Regions from separate parts of the Cricetulus griseus genome. Here region 1 is linked to region 2. The links are chromatin contacts, called in public Hi-C maps. All regions are on one chromosome and are shown on one strand. Each heading gives the region's core, a stretch centred on a gene start, on an enhancer-like site or on the middle of the called end of the contact. The rest is flanking DNA. Distances are from core to core; before and after follow the strand shown.

The links. A called contact is a pair of places that touch in the nucleus more often than the background predicts.
Region 1: a Hi-C map of the CHO-K1 cell line shows a contact between it and region 2, with 10 times the contacts expected there. The contact joins the enhancer-like site here to the promoter of Eepd1 in region 2. A contact is called at or near these places in 4 of 8 Hi-C or Micro-C datasets (the CHL-YN cell line, the CHO-K1 cell line, fibroblasts and 1 more).

What each region holds. Positions count from the first base shown.
Region 1 is chr4:138,272,554-138,275,646 of CriGri-PICRH-1.0, forward strand. Eepd1 (endonuclease/exonuclease/phosphatase family domain-containing protein 1) reads left to right here. Exons shown (of 6, transcript XM_027411705.2): 4 at 1,139-1,277. Among named protein-coding and RNA genes, the nearest start is that of Eepd1, 110 kb to the left of the region's middle. Within about 2 kb of position 1,253, at least 1 of the 6 cell types and tissues checked has open chromatin away from gene starts, as enhancers often do.
Region 2 is chr4:138,163,723-138,166,565 of CriGri-PICRH-1.0, forward strand. Eepd1 (endonuclease/exonuclease/phosphatase family domain-containing protein 1) reads left to right here and starts at 1,465. Exons shown (of 6, transcript XM_027411705.2): 1 at 1,465-2,843. The coding sequence starts at 2,278.

The DNA of each region.
Region 1 (3,093 bases), core at 3-2,502, 110 kb after region 2:
ACCTGTGGTTCTGATATTTGAGTTGGCCAGGATTGTCTTTAAACCTGGTACTACTATCATTTTTTGAGAAAGAATCTCACTGTGTGGGCTATATAGTGAAGCTCCCAGTCCTAGCCCCTCAACTTCCCTAGTGCTGGCATTACAGGGTGAGTTACCATACCTGGAACCTTACAAAAACAACTTGTAAAAACTGTGTTTAGTTAACATGAAAAGGAGGTAAATTATTTTTAATAGGCTAATAAAAATATACTAGCTGCTTCATATACATCATCTGAAGCAGTCACCCAGCCTAGCCCTTGACTTCTTGTTCTTCATGTTCAATGCAAGGACAATGATCTGGGGCACAGAGAACTTATCCTTACAGGCAGTATGACCCAGTCCAAGTCTCGAGGTGTTTTTCTGGAAGTGACAGTAACAGCCATAGAGCTGTCAGTCCTGGGTATCGTGATGGTGAACTGGGGACACACTTACAAGACAAGATTGGCACTTTGCACTTCTTGGGGCCCCTACACTCATCCTTTCTCAGAAGTGTTTAGTGTTTGTTGCCATAGCAATTGAAAAGGCAAAACTGCTAAACTTGGGCAGCTGAGCAATGTTGTGATCACCCAGAAGGTAAACTGCCCTTATATGCACACACTTTAAGACCACGAGAGCCACCTTGGGGCCCAGGATCTGGGTATATCTTCTGCCCAGTATTGGTGAACTGTGGTTTTTTACAGAGGAAACCAGGTTAAAGTGGATTTTACACAATTGGTGCTAAAGAGAACCGGGGGTGAGGGGGAGGGCTTCCGGCTAGCCTCATGAGTAACAGCCTTGGATCAGTAACATCTAGATGCTAGAGATACCTCTTGCATACAATTGCTCAAAAGGTTTTCAAAAATCCTAACACTTCCAGATATGTGAAGGTTTTTCGATCTGAAGGAGTAGGTAGGAGGCTGGAAGAGTATTCGTGGTGGACCTTAGAGTAAAGGAATCTAAAATAAAATACCTCATGTTGCCTCCTATTCATGTGAGCTAGCTTTGCTTCTGTTTACCATTGCCAGCTGTTTGCACAGAACTATTTATGAATCAGTTATAAAAGATAAAAGAACCATGAGTATCTAAGCTTTTTCCTTTTGCTTCACTTCCTGCTGACTAGGTGGGAAGTAATGACTTGACCCTGGTTAACCTTCAGCTGACAGCCCTGGCCCTCCCAGGAGCTGAGAATCCAAGCAAGAATCACGGCGATGGCCACCGGTTGTTGAACTTTGCACTAACTCTACAGGAAACTCTAAAAGGTAGGGATTCTCTTTCTCTGTGGCTAGGCAGCACTTCTTCAGGGCAGACAGAGGTGTCTCGTTCCAGACATCTCTCTGACTTCTTAGCCCGGCCACTTGCCAACAGTCATGGACCCAGGGGCAACCACACTCCCTGCTCTCATGGAGCCTGGCTGACCTTTCTGTGTAACCCACTTTTGTGTCTGAGGGCCTCTGCAGTGGGTGCCAAGTTGTCAGCAGTGTGGTCTGTCAGCCTCTTGGACAGAGAGAACTAGAGCAAACCTAAGGGTTATATTCCTCCCCTGTGACAACACATCCTGGGTCTACTTCTCTGGTGGTTCCACCTGCAGATCTGAACGTGTTCTTGTGAAAGAGGAGCAGGAGGTGGCAAGGTGAAAGAGTTGCAGCTGAAGACCTTGAAATTCCTCCCATATTCTTGAGTCTTGACAGCTCTCCAAGCTTCCTAGAATTTTGTTATCAACTTATTCTAACATGGTGGGAAAGTCAGCAAATAATTGGCTGCAGAAATATTTCTGTCTAGTTATAACTTTGTGTTTTAAAAGCTTTTTATTGTAGTTAAGTAGACATAAAATTTGTCATGATGATGATTGGTAAATCTGTAGTTCAGTGGCTTTCAGGACATTCACACTATTGTGCTTCACACAAACTCCCATCTTCAGAACACTGTCATTGTCCTTCTAAAACTCTGTACCTACTGATTCCTGATCCCCTGTTCCTTCAGTGTCCAGCAACTGCCATACTATCGTTTTGTATGTATGAATTTGACAGCGTGCTTCATATAAGGAGAATCACATGGTATTTTATTTCCCTCTGTATCTGACTTTTCTCACTCAGAGTAGTATTTTGCAGATTAGTGTGTTATATCGTGTATTAGATATTCCATTCTTTTGTGGATGAATGATATTCTATTGTTTGTGTGTGCCACATTTTGTTTATCTACACATCTGTTGGCAGGGTTGCTTCCACTTTTGTGCACTATGAATATGAATGTACAGGTTTATGTTTTCAGTTAGGACCTGCTCTGATGAGAGTTCTACTTAAATGATGAATCTTCAGTCTGAAAAACCATTAAGCATACAGTTCAAACTGAGAAGCCCCATCCAACAAGTAGTCGTGTGGGGAATTCTTCACCCACAGCTAGTCTCTCACCTTTTCATATTGGTAGATATTTCTATTCCTGTCTATCTCTTAGATGCAGAAAAGAAAGATGCTGGTTCATAATTTTTCTGATAGCCTTGAGCAGACACCATTCACCCCTTGGTCTCCAGGGTGAGCTCAAGATTTTGTCTGAAAACTTCAGACAGGTTCCACATTTGCAAGGGACTACTGATTGACCCACAGTATGACTCAGCCTTGACACATCCAGGTAGGGACAGTGACTCATGCCCTCCATGTCCCTGCTTGTAACTAATACCCAGTTAAATGTTAACTGGTGACCCAGGGAATTCAGGAAGTGCTCCAGCCTGTGGCAAAGGAAAATCAATGAGTGCAGGATTCTGCTCGAAGGAAGATAAAGCTGCCTTTGCACACAGAGACAGAACATCTGATTTGCAAACTCCAGGCCTTTCTGCCTTTGTCTGCAAGGCGAATCCCAATTGGCATCAGGGATCCGATGCTTGTCCTTTCACAGAATTTTCTTTCAACCTAACAGGGTTTGAGGACAGGGTCTCCCTCTGTGAGCCCAGTAAGTATAGAGCACCCTGCTCACAGCCTCTGGTAGAAAGGTCCTCAGGTAGGAGTGCACATCAGTGGAGACCCATTTCAGTTGTTGCTACTGGCCCTTTCTTTTTTTATTATCATTTTTAACTTTAAAAAC
Region 2 (2,843 bases), core at 215-2,714:
GAAAGTGGGTGCCGATTTTAGTCTGTTCTTCTCCCCTTCATCTCTACACACTCATTAACACTGTATATAACAGACAATTTCTATTTTCTAGTGTATACATGAGTCATGCAGCATGTTATTTTTTGCCTGGGTTCTTTCAGGCACAGACCGATTTTGAGTCTCTTTTCTGTTGTTGCTTCTGTTAAATAGTTTGCCTTTATTGCTCAACAACATTTCCAGAAATTGTTTTTTTATTGTACTACTTGTTTTCTGTTTCTATAATGAAATACCTGGAGCAAGGCACTTATGAAGAAGAGGTTTATTTTTGGGGTCATCAAGGAATAGTGCTGGCATGACTGTCCTCTCCTCAAGACCTCATGACACATGGCATCACAATAGTAGGGGAAGGGGTAATTGGGAGACTGGGAGCCACGGACAAGAGAAAGAACTAGAATTGATTTTATTGTAATAACCCTTTCCAACGACTGACTCAGGGTTCTTTAAATACCCCTTTACTTCCCTCAACAGGTGGCATCTCAGTGACCTCCCAAGAAGCGATGCCTAAAATTTAAAGTCCACCACCTTCTAATATCACTACCCTGACATCTGTAGCATTTCACATCCGATTGCCTTCTGCAGACATTCAAGACATTCAATTCAGGAGCCTTGGCCAGATGGTTGGGTTAAGATCTATTCTTTCAGGGGTCACTAACAAAATATCCACCATATTGTATCATATCACCACATCACTGCCACACGGCCGGGTTTGACTCCTGCTTCAGTGGATACTTGCAACTCATCAGGCCCTTTAATCTTTAACTAAATTATCGCTTCACAATGTGATCCAAAAACAGTTTGGGAAAGCAGCCTGCACTTCCCAGTATCATTTCCTTTTGTTTTAGTGATTAGACTTAATATTTAACAGAGGCATGCCCATATTTTCTCAGAGAGCTAAATTTGCAAATGGCAGCACAGGCACAACCTTTGTGAATACACAGGAGACAAGCCCTCTTCCAGTGACACATGGTTCGCAGGCATTCCTGGATGAATGAGGTCTCTCTGAGTAGAGGAAAGGCCTGAAAGCCAGGAGAGAACTGAGGTAGATCCCGTTTGATCCCGTCTGAGACTTTCAGGAGCCCTGGACTTGCTGGGCAAGCCTACCTCACCTGAGAGACTCCAGCTTGCCCCAGGCGGCCGTAAACAGCTCCACCCAACTAAAACAGAGCTCAGTTGGAGCCTAGGTTCCAGAAAAGCAGACAGGCTCACAAGTTCCAGTGAGCCATCCCTACCGCCCTTCCAGACTCTAAGCCCCGCCCTCGACTCCGCCCATCCAAGCATACCAATGTCCCGCCCCCCTGGCGCTCGCGCCCCGCCCCTACGTGCTGCGGGGAGGCGGGAGGAGGAGTTGGCGCGGAGGAGGCGTGGCTGTGCCGGCAGAGGCGCGGGCGGGCAGGCAGCGCGACCCGACTTCAGCTGTGACACCCACAGCGAGCAGCGGCGGGTGCGCGGCGCCTGGCTCAGGACGCGCTCCGCGGTATCTTGCACCGGAGTTGGGGGCCGGACTTTGTCTGGATCAACGCAGAGGCGACGCCGCAAGTCCTGGTGCAGCTTCGGGGGCCGAATTTCGCCACCGCTCCTGCTGCTCCTGAGCAGCCCTGCCTGCTCCGGGAGAACGGCACTGAGTTTCCCCCGCAGAAAGAGCCGGCACACGCGCTGCGAGCCACAGGGAACCGGGGGCCGACCCCAGCAGAGCGACCGAGAGGTGGGACGCGGATCGGAGGGCCGGGGTGGGTCCCTGAGCCCCTGATCGGCGTCTGTCCCCGCACGCTCAGCTCTGAGTTTCCAAGTTACAGTGTCTTGCGCGCCATAGGGGCTTCTTGTCTGTCTTCAGGAGCTCCGGTGGGGGTGTCCGAAGTGAGGAGGTGACCCCAGCGTTGCCAGAGCAGAGACTAGTGGGGATAGCTCTCTTCCCTTTTTGGCCCCTTGTGTGATAAATAATCCGAGGAAAACCCACAAGGGGCAGCCTCACTGCGTCTGCATTTTCAGAAGTTGACTGTCTCCCACTACTTAATGGACTTCCAATACTACAGGAGTGCTAAGGGTTGATTGATTAGTTTCAGTCAATTTCCATGTCAATTTCTAGGTGGTCCAGCAAAATTTTGAACACTAGCCATGGGAGATTTGATGTTTGTCTGTAGCAACTTCCTCGATCCCTAAGTCCTGCAACCTTCCATCCTTTTGTGTGCTTATAAAGGCTCCTGGGCTTCTCTATCCAGAGTTGTTCTGTGTTGGTTGGCCATGGGGAGCACTCTGGGCTGCCATCGCTCTATCCCCAGAGACCCCTCAGACCTGTCACATAACCGTAAATTCAGTGCAGCCTGCAACTTCAGCAACATTCTGGTGAATCAGGAGCGACTGAACATCAACACTGCCACCGAGGAGGAACTGATGACCCTGCCTGGGGTGACACGTGCTGTGGCCAGAAGCATCGTGGAGTACCGAGAATACATCGGTGGCTTCAAGAAGGTGGAAGATCTAGCACTGGTCAGCGGTGTTGGGGCCACCAAACTGGAACAGGTCAAGTTTGAGATCTGTGTGAGCAGCAAGGGTAACTCTGCACAGCACTCTCCCAGTTCCCTGAGGCGGGACCTGCTGGCTGAGCAGCAGCCTCATCACCTGGCCACCTCTGTGCCCCTCACTCCACGAGTCAATATCAACACAGCTACCCTAGCGCAGCTCATGAGTATCCGAGGCCTCACCGAGAAGATGGCTGTCAGCATCGTGGACTACCGCCGTGAGCACGGTCCTTTTCGCAGTGTTGAGGATCTGGTGAGGATGGATGGAATCAATGCAGCCTTCCTGGA